3 separate regions of the Mus musculus genome follow, and all the other regions are linked to region 1. A link is a contact called in public HiChIP or PLAC-seq and promoter capture Hi-C data. All regions are on one chromosome and are shown on one strand. Each heading gives the region's core, a stretch centred on a gene start, on an enhancer-like site or on the middle of the called end of the contact. The rest is flanking DNA. Distances are from core to core; before and after follow the strand shown.

Region 1 (3,380 bases), core at 581-3,080:
TATCATGGCAAAGCTAGATGGTGAAGGAAAGTCAGTTTTTTTTGTGAAGAGAGGAAACAGAGAAAAAGCTTAGGATATTGCTGTCTCCTTCAAGGGCATACTTCTAGAGATTCAAGATCTTTTATAAGGCCCCACCCATCTTTTGAAGATTCCTGATCTCTTAAGCTGAAAATAGCCATTCCAAATCTAAACTATGACATTGTCTGTCTGCCTATATGTCTGTCTGTTCTACCTACATCTATCATCTACCTATCTCTCTCTCTGTCTCTCTGTCTCTGTCTCTCTCTCTCCCTACCTATCTTCTTTTCTATCTGTCGACCATTCATCTATATCTATCATCTGCCATGCCTATAATTTATCAGATCTTTTTCTCCCACCTTGGTGTACACATTGTGTAGATAAAAAACTAGACTATTTTAGCGCTCTTAAAAGTGTTCTTGGCCCTCCTCTCTATAGTCAATTTCTACTTCTTCTTAGATAATCCATTTTGAATTTTTCTGTGACTGGGTTTTGCCTGCAGTTGACCAGGATAGCTAGAGTTGGACCACATGCATTCTTTGTGTCCAAGTTCTTTCACACTCCATGTTACTTCTGAGATTTCATGGTCTTACATGTATTTTATTTATTTATTTATTTATTTTTGTGGAAGCTTGAGATCATTCACTTTTATGATTATATTATGATTTATTTATCATCCTCATTGGGCTCCTTCCACCCTGATCTTTTATGGATAATGATAATTGTATCATTTTATCAATTTGATCTTTTATGAATAATCATGATAATTCTTTTTGAGATTGTTTTTGGTGATGGCACTGGGGTTTAAACTTAGTGACTCATGCATCCCAGATAAGCACTATACTCCTGAGCCATGGGCCTAGTCTTGACCTGAGCATCTTCATGTGTTCAGCAGCTTCCTTGACTGAAAAATTCTGTCCCCAGTACCCAGATTGAAGCATAAGGATAAGAAGTTCAAGACCATCCTCATCAGTGGGAAATTTGAGACCACCCTGGACTATATATTGAGACCTAGTTTCAAACCAAACCAAACAAACACTAAACTAAACTCTCATACTAAAACAAATATTAAAGGCAAATGTCATCATGACTAATGTTCACTCATGTAGCTTGAAATGCATTTGGGGACCTTTGACTGTGGCTTTTGTTGGTAGAGTGCTTGTCTAGCAAACACAAAGCCCAGGGTTCAATTCCCAGCACTGCCTAAACCATATGTGGTGACACATACCCATAATCCCATCAGGAGGTAGAAGCAAGAAGACCAGAAGTTCAAGGTCATCTTCAGGGCTGGAGAGATAGCTCAGTGGGTAAGAACACTGACTGCTCTTCCGAAGGTCCTGAGTTCAAATCCTAGCAACCACATGGTGGCTCACAACCACCTGTAATGAGATCTGACGCCCTCTTCTGTACGTCTGAGGACAGCTACAGTGTACTTACATATAATAAATAAATAAATAAATAAATAAATAAATAAATAGTCATCTTCAGTTACATGGTGATTTTGAGGCTGCCCTGGGCTACATGAGATCCAGCAAAATAAAATGGAAAGAGAAACTGTCTGGGCTCTGTCACTTTTCCTCAGTAAGGAGAGGCAGATCATCTCTAGTAGGAAAGGAATATTGGCCAACGTCTAGTGACTATGATATATGACTCTCAGTTTACACAAATCTCAGCTCAGTATAAACCCAGCAAGCCCAGTGTTAGGCCCTTTGAAAATTACTTGTGTAAGGCCTGAAATTTGAAACGGAAGAGGACCAAGTGAGGCAAGTCTCTGAAGGGGTTTATAGGAACATGTTGCAACAGATAGCATCAGCACATTTCCTGCGAGTGAACGTGTGAGGAAGGAACTGAGCAGCGATCTCAAAACCAATCCTGCCTACTCCCTGAGCTTGGGGATGCTGATGTCCTGGCCACTTTCTTCTGCTGATAGTAGACCTGCTGAAGACCTTTGGACCAGCCGCTGAGCCACCATGATCTCTAGGCTCCTTTCCCTTCTCTGCCTCCGTAAGTTATTCAGGGTGGGACACTCAGTTTCCAGGAAATCATAAAGCTGGTGAGATACTTGGGTGGGGACTGAAGCCAGAATTTACACCAGATCAGTGTGCTGAGTGCATAGGACAAACCAGAAATTTCAGTGAGTTCACTGTACATGTTAGGGCAAAACAAATGCTCAACATGTAGTAGACAGAGATGGGGAAAAGATAGGGGCTGGGGCTGTAGCTTTGTTGGTAGTGCTTACCAAGTGTACGTGAAGCCCTAGTTCCATTCCCAGTACTATAAATCAAGAATAGTGACATGCAACCTGTAACTCCGGTACATGGTAGATGGAGAGAGGCAAATAAAATTTGAAGATCATCTTTAGCTAAGTAGGGAGTTTAAGGAATGCCTGGACTACATAAACATCCCCCCTCCCTTCAACACACGCACAGACAGACACAAAGCAGATAGAGCATAGATATAATGTAAAGGAATCAAAACTAGAAATTCTATGTGCTGTTGCTAGCCAAGGTTGAGTCAGCAGCCCGCTATTTTCTTTTATACGAAGCCAACTTGTTATGATTGAGATAGGACAGAGACCAACATCAGAAAGACCTTCTTGTTTACTTATTTTTAAAATTTGTTGAGACAAGATCTTACCATGCAGCCTTGGTTGATCTTACTATGTAGACCAAGCTGGTCTTGAACTTACAGAGATCGTCCTGCCAAATGCTGAGATTACAGGTTTGTGCCACCATGTCTAGCTCTTTTTAATAAATAAATAAATAAATAAATAAATAAATAAATAAATAAATACTACTACTACTACTACTACTACTACTACTACTACTACAATAGATGACAAATGTTATTAAATAACTTTCCTTAGCAAGGTGTAATCCCAGCTCTAGAGAGGAGGAGTCAGGAGGAGTTCAAAGTCATCTGGTTCCGTCGTGAATTTGAGCCCAGCTGGGTTATATGAGACTGTATGTAAAACAATGAAACAAAGCATGTACAGTAGAACATCTTTAATCCTAGTTCTGAGGAGGCAGAGACAGGCGGATCTCTGTGAGTTTGAGGTCAGCCTGGTCTACATAGCAAGTTCCAGGCCAGCAGGAGCTAAATAGTGAGACCATCCTAACCCACTCCCTATTTAAAAACAAATGAACAACCCTAAAAGCCTTCTGAAGAAGATTAAGTTTGCTTTTATAGGTTAGAAATCTGATCTGAATTTGCAAACCAAAGTGATTTCCAACATATTTCAGAGATTTGTTTGTTTGTTTGGTTGGTTGGTTTTTCAAGAGAGGGTTTCCTCTGTATAGCCCTGGCTGTCCTGGAACTCACTTTATAGACCAGGCTGGCCTCGAACTCAGAAATCCACCTGC
Region 2 (3,380 bases), core at 533-3,032, 210 kb after region 1:
GGAACTTGCTATGTAGACCAGGCTGGCCTTGAGTTCACGGAGATCTGCGTGCCTCTGTCCCCTGAGTGCTGGGATTAAGGGAAAAATCTTTTTTTGAACTCTGAGTCCTTTCAGAATGAGGAAAGTCTGGCCTGGGAGTGCAGAACAGTGTTCCCAAAGCACCGGTAGAGGCAGGATTGGAAATTCGAGGCCTTCTTGGGGTCACAGAGAGAGTTCAAGACCACCAAGGGGTGGGGGTGGGGATGGGGGGAAAGGAAGTCAGTAGTGGTGAGGTTTTAAGTAGAGTATTTGACTAGCATGTGTGAGGTACTAGGTTCAACCCCTAATGGGTGGGACTGGGGCTAAGGGAATGAGACTCCTTAAAACTCCTTCAATCTGATGGAGCTCCAGGACACAGCTCTTCCTTGGCTCCAGGCAAGAACTCATGCAGGAGTTGCAATTCTCCCTGGGAACTAGAAGCCTCCAGGGCACTTGGGAGTTGAGACAGAAAGGCAGAAACCCCCAGCTCCCACCAGGATTGGTTTTTTTGGGAAGCCAGGCACCCCGCACTATAATAAGTGGGCAACAGATCGCCTGTAATCTCAGCATTTAGGAGGAAGAGGCAGACGGATCTCTACAAGTTCAGGGCCAGCCAGGTCTACATAGCGAGTTCCAGGACTACAAAGGCTATATACATAAAGCCTGTCTTTAAAATTTTTTAAACAAAAACAAAAATGGCGGGTTAGTGTCCAGCATAAATCCTTCTGTCAGGGAGAAAAGTTAGGAAAGGAGGAATAGAAAGAAAGGAAGACCTTAGGAGAGGTAACGGAACTAGTGATAGAGGCCTCCAGCATCGTTTGAAGTCATTGCTCAGGAATGCTCAGCTAAAGACATAAGCAGGGTGAGGAAACGCCCCTAGAGTTTCCTCCTAGGTCTAGTTCCACTCTCAGGGCCACACCCAGCACCCCTGCTACCATCCCCAATGCCACACTCCTGAGGTCATCCATCACTCCACAGACAGGGCACATGCTGGGCACAGCCCTGAACAGACTCCAGGCCACGCCTCACACCAGTGGTGGGCTCAGCCGTAAGCCTTCAAAGATTCCTACCTCCCTCCCCCCAGCCCCCCCCCCATACTCTAGTGCGGGTGCAGGCCTCTGGGAGGGTCAGAACAAGGACTTTCCCCTCCTGAGTCCCTCCAGGTATAAGCACCAGGTATAAGCATCCAGGAGTTCCATCTTCTCGGATTCAGGGATCTATACTCAATCTTTCCGAGTCTTCAAACCAAGAGTCGAGATCCCAGCCCCTCCCTTCTTCCGTCCCAATTCAAACTCCAGTACCTTCTCCCTCAGAACAAATTCAGACCCCCAACTTCCTCCAGATTAAGGTCTGAATCCTGCCCTCCTCCCTGAGACCCATCTTAAATACAGATCCCAAACCTTTTTGGTCAGACCTAGGAGTCTAGATCCCATCCTACCGCTCTCAGCCTCAAGGGTCCAAGTACCACCGTCCTTCCTCATACCCACGTGCCCACTCCCCAGTCCCTCTTCTTTCCCATGTATGACCTGTATGAGCTCAGATGTTCAGCCTTTCATCCAGAGCTTGAGTCCTGGTCCAACTGCAGTGTTTCTAGGGATCCAGACACCTGAATCCGTGCCCACTCCTCTTTCTAGAACCAAGGATCCTGGACCACAACTCCTTCCCTTTGGGGGTCCCTGCAGCTTTACCTCTCCAGGCAGTGGCGACTGTAGCACAAACAAGGACGACAGCTGCAGACCAAAAGGGTCTTAGGACTGGGTGGAGTTGGCCAGCTGAGGAGCGCGCGAGGGAGGGGTTGTGGGCGGGGTTTGGGCCTGGCTAGGGCGGTGAAAAGGGACTTTCCCTTCATTCAGGCTATCCCTGGTAGGCCCCGAAGGCGGGGCTAATGCCACACCACGCCCCCAGAAGGCTAGCGTCCTGGATCTCCCGCCCTACCAGTGAGGGGGTGCAGAGCTGAGGTCACCGTAGCCGTGGAGACAAAACAGGAAGACACAGCAGCTGGAGGGGTGGGGTCTCCTGGGGGCTATCCTCCCTGTCATAGCTCTAGAAAGAAATCTTCAGGGTAGACCGGAGAATGCTGTTGCCATAGAAACGTACTTGTTTATGATTTGTTTCAGATAGAGTCGTCGCCCCCCCCCCACTAAGCCGGGTCCCCACGCCTAGTCTCACCTCTCATTCAGTTCTCCCGCTCTCCGCCCCACGCCTCTGTCTATCAGTTCCCCCACGATACCCAGAAAAAGGAAATCTTACACATCCAGGTCCCAGCAGTTTGAGGGTCAGCTAGACCTCTGTTTAACGGAGTCTTGTCTACCTGAAGCAGAATTTAGGGTGCCAGGCCTTGAGCTTAAGCTACCTTGACTAGTGAGGGCCCACCCCCAAAAAACAAAGACTAGATTCCTTCGTTTAGGGGTCTGCATAGAGAGTGGGCCATATCTCCAATTACACTGTAATCATGGCCTGAGGACCCTTGGGCCAAGTCTCAGAAGATCACAGCCAGGAGACGCGAAAGGATGATGGATAGTAGCTAAATTCCTGGAAATTTGGAGGGAGGGTACCAGATTTCTGAGCGTTCAGTTTTCAAAACATATGTGGTTGGTTGGTTGGTTGCCTGAGTCTAGAAGGGCACGCTATTTTTGGCCTGAATTCCTGCCTTCAGGACAAAGGGAGAGACTCAGAATCTTTATGAGGACAGGGCTAGGGCCCGGAGCTCTGGATTCTAGGTTCTATCATATGGGAAGGATTCCTCGGGCCCTATAGTACCGGGAGGAGAGGGGCAAAAGCAGGAAAGAGATGCAGGATTGGGAAAAAAAAAAAAAAAAAAAGTCGGATTTAAGGGCCTGAAAGAACTCGACTGAGCCAGATGGGAAAAGAAGCTGAAGGTCGCGATGCTGGAGGGACCTTTAGGTCTCTCCTAAAGGTCCCAATGCTGGCCCCCTGGGCAGGGCGGAGACCCAGGACACCTGGTTCCCTCCCTCCTGGCTGCACTCACTCACCCCGCTCTGCAGCGGTCCCGGGCGCGGCCTTGCTCTGCTGCTGCTGGGCGGGGCCTAGTGGCGGCTGCGGCTGCTTGTCTCTTCCCGGCGGCTGCTTCTGGTTACCTTCCAGGAAGACTGGAGAGGTTTATAGTCCTAGCCCTAGAGAGGAAGCTAGGAGCTTCGCGAAGGGGGTGGGAGGTGGGGGTTCGAAGGGGTCCAAGAGCTCACTACAGCCAGCTTCGTGTCCTACAGAGGAGGGAGGAGCTGGAGAGGGGACCTGGACGCTTGCTTCTTGCTTCGTGCTTTGCAGAAGTGGGGGTGGGGAACAAGGTAGGGATGGGTAGGCGAAGAGCTGTGTGCTCACTTTGCCTGTCTGGGAAGAGACCC
Region 3 (3,380 bases), core at 235-2,734, 170 kb after region 1:
TGGGTAGGTGTGTGTGTCTACATGTGGGGTATGTTCAAGAGAATGTACCCGAGTCTAGAGGTGATGGATACATTGGAAGAAGCCAGAGGTGATGGGGCCTCTGGAGCTAGTGTTGAGAGACAATTGTGAATCACCTGACAGGTGCTGTGAAACAAACTCGAGTCTTCTGGAAGAGCAGCAAGTGTTCTTAACTAAACTATCTCTCCAGCTCCCACCCACCATCTTTTTCATTACAAAGTTTGAGACACCTCCCCCAAACATTTTCCCAATATGCAATTAAGACATGAGACTCTACTTGGCTCCATCAGAATTCTGTAAGCTTTTGGATTCTACTCCATCCCAATAAAGACCATAGAATCAGAGTCACCACTTACATCCTGGGGTTCTTAGGTCCAGAACCCCTCACTTTCAGCCCCAGCCTCGTGGAGGACCCAAAGATCTAGATTTAACAGAGCTGTCTAGCTTTTCTTCCCATCCCCCTTCAAGTGGCTCTGGGGCTTGACCGCCAGCTGCCTGCTCTGCTTTCAGTACTCAGCTCATACAAGCATTATCTACCCAATCACCGGACTGTCTTGGTCTGGGGAGCTGACCTCAGCCTTCGGGTCTGCTCCTCCTACTAGACTAGCAGTTGGGGAGCTGGACCTTTCCAATTCCCCTCACTTCTTACATTAATCCCATTCCTTCTCACGTCCAGTTCATCTTCTTTCTACCTGACCCACACAGCTCTTTATTCTGCTGCCATTCCACCTCTGGGACACCCCCACCTCCACCATCACCAGGCCTGGAATCTCCTTCTGATTGATCCTTTACGCCAGCGTTTCCGCGATCTGGATATCTGAATGGCTCAAGTGCCATTCCTCAAAGCCCAAGTCCAAACTCCATCTCCCTTCGATATCCTTGGAGTCCGTAACTCTCCGCTTTATTTAGGACCCTTTCCCAGACTCACGGCTTGCTCTTACCGGCCTGGGCCCTCCTCCTTCGTCGTGATCCGCTTCCTCAAAGACCCCGCCTAGAGCCTACCCAGTGGCGACGGTCTCTTAACTCTCAAACACCGAGTTTGTTTTCTTACTCTCGGACCCTCGGACCCCAGGTCCTCCGGGATCCACCAGGCCCAAATGTTCCTCTATCCGCCAAAACCTTCCCAAATTCAACATTGAAATCCTCAGGATCCCATACCTGGAGCCCCTCTAACCTCCCCCGAGCCCCAATTCCGGCTGAGAGTGGTCTAGCTCGGAGCCCCCTTGCCTCACCGGACCCTCCCCTCGCTCTTACCTCTCTCAGGGCTGGGCGGACGCTCCGGGCCGCGGGCCCCGCAGCCGCATGACCGGCCCCGCGGTTTTCCCCGGCCGCCGCTGCCGCCACCGGGGTCTCCGGTGCCCGCGCCCCCCGCCCCCGCCCCCGAGCCCGGCGTCCCGGCCCCCTCCGGGCCTCCCACCCCCCACCCCCCTCGCCCGCGGCCTCACTCAGCGGACGCAGCCGGGAGCAGGGACCAGCGGCCGCTCATTGGCTAATGCGGAGGAGGGGAGGGGCGGGAAGGGAGGGAGAAGGATGCAGCGAGGGAATGAGATGAGCCTTCAGGATGGGGGGAAGGCAGGGAGGCAGGCAGGGAGGGAGAGAGAATAGAAACAGAGGCAGAGAGCCCAAGAAGGAGAGAGAGAGCAAGAGCGAGAGCGAGAGCGAGAGAGCGAGAGAAGAGAAAAGAGAGAAGAGAGAAGAGAGAAGAGAGAAGAGAGAAGAGAGAAGAGAGAGAGAGAAGAGAGAAGAGAGAGAGAGAGAAATATTTTCTGGAACTCACGCGTCCTGAGACTAGAAAAGACAGACAGAAAAGAGGAGACAGAGATGGAGTAGTTTCAGGTGTCCCCACCCCCACCACTCCAGCGGCTCAGAGATTTTGAGGCCCTGGGAGTAGAGAGGTCAGAGAGCCCCAAAATCCAGGCAAGGAGAGCTCAGAGGCCTTGGACCAAAGGAAACTGAAATCCAGGGACCTTAAGCTTGTAGGAGATGGGATGGGGAAATAGAAAAATAGAGAGAAATAGACGAGAGAGAGAGAGAGAGAGAGAGAGAGAGAGAGAGAGAGAGAGAGACTGACTTTCTGAGGAGAGACAGCAGGGGCAAGCCAGGATGGGATATCCCCCTGACGAGGACTGGGGCTGTAGCCAGGCAAGGGGCGGAGCCTGGGGGTCTGGGCAGCTGAAGAAGGCGGGAAGGGGCGTCCCGGGCCGGGTCCCTAGAGCAGCTGGCGGGCAGGCGCAGAGCAGAGCCGGGTCCTGCAGCCGCCGCGGAGCTGGGAGCGGGGCCAGCACCCCCCCCCCCCGCCGTGATGTCAGCGGGGCCACTCTTAAAGGGGCAGGCTGCCCGCCGAGGGTCGAAACTTGGACTGGGGCTTTCAGGAACGTGATAAGAGTACAGGAGAGGTGATACCAGAGAAAGGGGTAACCTCAGCCTCCAGTTGGAGTGAGACTCGAAGATCCGGAGGAGAGATGCCAGGCCTTCAAAGGAACCTGCTAAGCTTTTGAGGTTCTGTCCCCTCCAAACACACTGACAGGGGCACCATTCTGCTGGCTTGCCCGATCCAGAGACTACATTCCCCATCAGCCCTGGCGGCCAGAGGACAGCACCTGGGGAGGGGGGCAGGGTCTTCTGCGATGTCTGCTGGGAAACGTAGTCTTATCTTGATTGGTCCCCTTCACTCCCTGCTCTCCTCCACACGTACTTGCAAAGTGGGTCAGGGGAGAAAGAGGCCGGGAGGACGTTTCTGCCTGTCTTCTGCCTTGCTAACTGGTTCCCAAGCTTCCAGGTTCTGGTTCTCTCACCTTCTGTAACATGGGGTCCTTCTGAACAAGTCTGTCTCCCCACAGTAGGCTAGCTTTTCATATTTCTTACCAGGACTTCTCTAGATTCTGGTGTATGTTGTCTGTATCTGCACTTTGCTCTGGGTGAATATGAGTGTGTGGTAACTGGGTGGAGGGTCGATCACTTGCTGACACACTGGTCAAGGGTTATTCATTGAGTATGTTACCAATGTGGTCACATCGGTCTTCTCAGAAAAAACGGTTTGCATGGCGCTCTCATGCAAAAGTTGTCTTCTCTTTTTATTTTACAGGTCTGTGCATTTTCTCTCCACCACCCCCCATGTTTGTTTCTATGTACAGCCAGCCCACCTCCGCACCCACTTCGCCCCCTAAGCTTTACAAGAAAACATCCAAACATTTTAGCATCAGCATCCCAAATTTATTCTCCAGCAGCTGTGTCTGGGTGGGAGAGGATAAAGGAAGGGGGTGGGGAATGAGAAAGTCCCAGAAAGTTGCAGGCACTGCGGAGGACAAGGGCTGTGTGTGTGTGTGTGTGTGTGTGTGTGTGTGTGTGTGTGTGTGTGATTC

What was found. HiChIP or PLAC-seq counts read pairs in DNA pulled down with a chosen protein or histone mark. Capture Hi-C pulls out chosen DNA fragments and counts their contacts.
Region 2: an H3K4me3 HiChIP or PLAC-seq map of bone marrow-derived macrophages shows a contact between it and region 1, with 4 times the contacts expected there. The contact joins the promoter of Myadm here to the promoter of Tarm1 in region 1. A contact is called at or near these places in 5 of 39 promoter capture datasets (the 3T3-L1 cell line, the HPC-7 cell line, hippocampal neurons and 1 more), 1 of 484 Hi-C or Micro-C datasets (macrophages), 5 of 115 datasets of contacts at active chromatin or transcription factors (bone marrow-derived dendritic cells, bone marrow-derived macrophages, embryonic stem cells and 1 more) and 1 of 9 other capture datasets (liver).
Region 3: a promoter capture Hi-C map of liver shows a contact between it and region 1. The contact joins the promoter of Cacng7 here to the promoter of Tarm1 in region 1. A contact is called at or near these places in 6 of 39 promoter capture datasets (the 3T3-L1 cell line, 3T3-L1-derived adipocytes, hippocampal neurons and 1 more), 3 of 115 datasets of contacts at active chromatin or transcription factors (bone marrow-derived dendritic cells and embryonic stem cells) and 3 of 9 other capture datasets (adipose tissue, liver and macrophages).

Annotation. Positions count from the first base shown.
Region 1 is chr7:3,501,074-3,504,453 of GRCm38.p6, reverse strand. It overlaps Tarm1 (T cell-interacting, activating receptor on myeloid cells 1), which reads left to right and starts at 1,830. Exons shown (of 6, transcript NM_177363.4): 1 at 1,830-2,022. The coding sequence starts at 1,989.
Region 2 is chr7:3,288,957-3,292,336 of GRCm38.p6, reverse strand. Myadm (myeloid-associated differentiation marker) reads right to left here and starts at 1,782. Exons shown (of 3, transcript NM_016969.2): 1 at 1,707-1,782.
Region 3 is chr7:3,330,929-3,334,308 of GRCm38.p6, reverse strand. It overlaps Cacng7 (calcium channel, voltage-dependent, gamma subunit 7), which reads right to left and starts at 1,484. Exons shown (of 6, transcript NM_133189.5): 1 at 1,273-1,484. It overlaps Prkcg (protein kinase C, gamma), which reads right to left. Exons shown (of 18, transcript NM_011102.4): 18 at 3,210-3,380.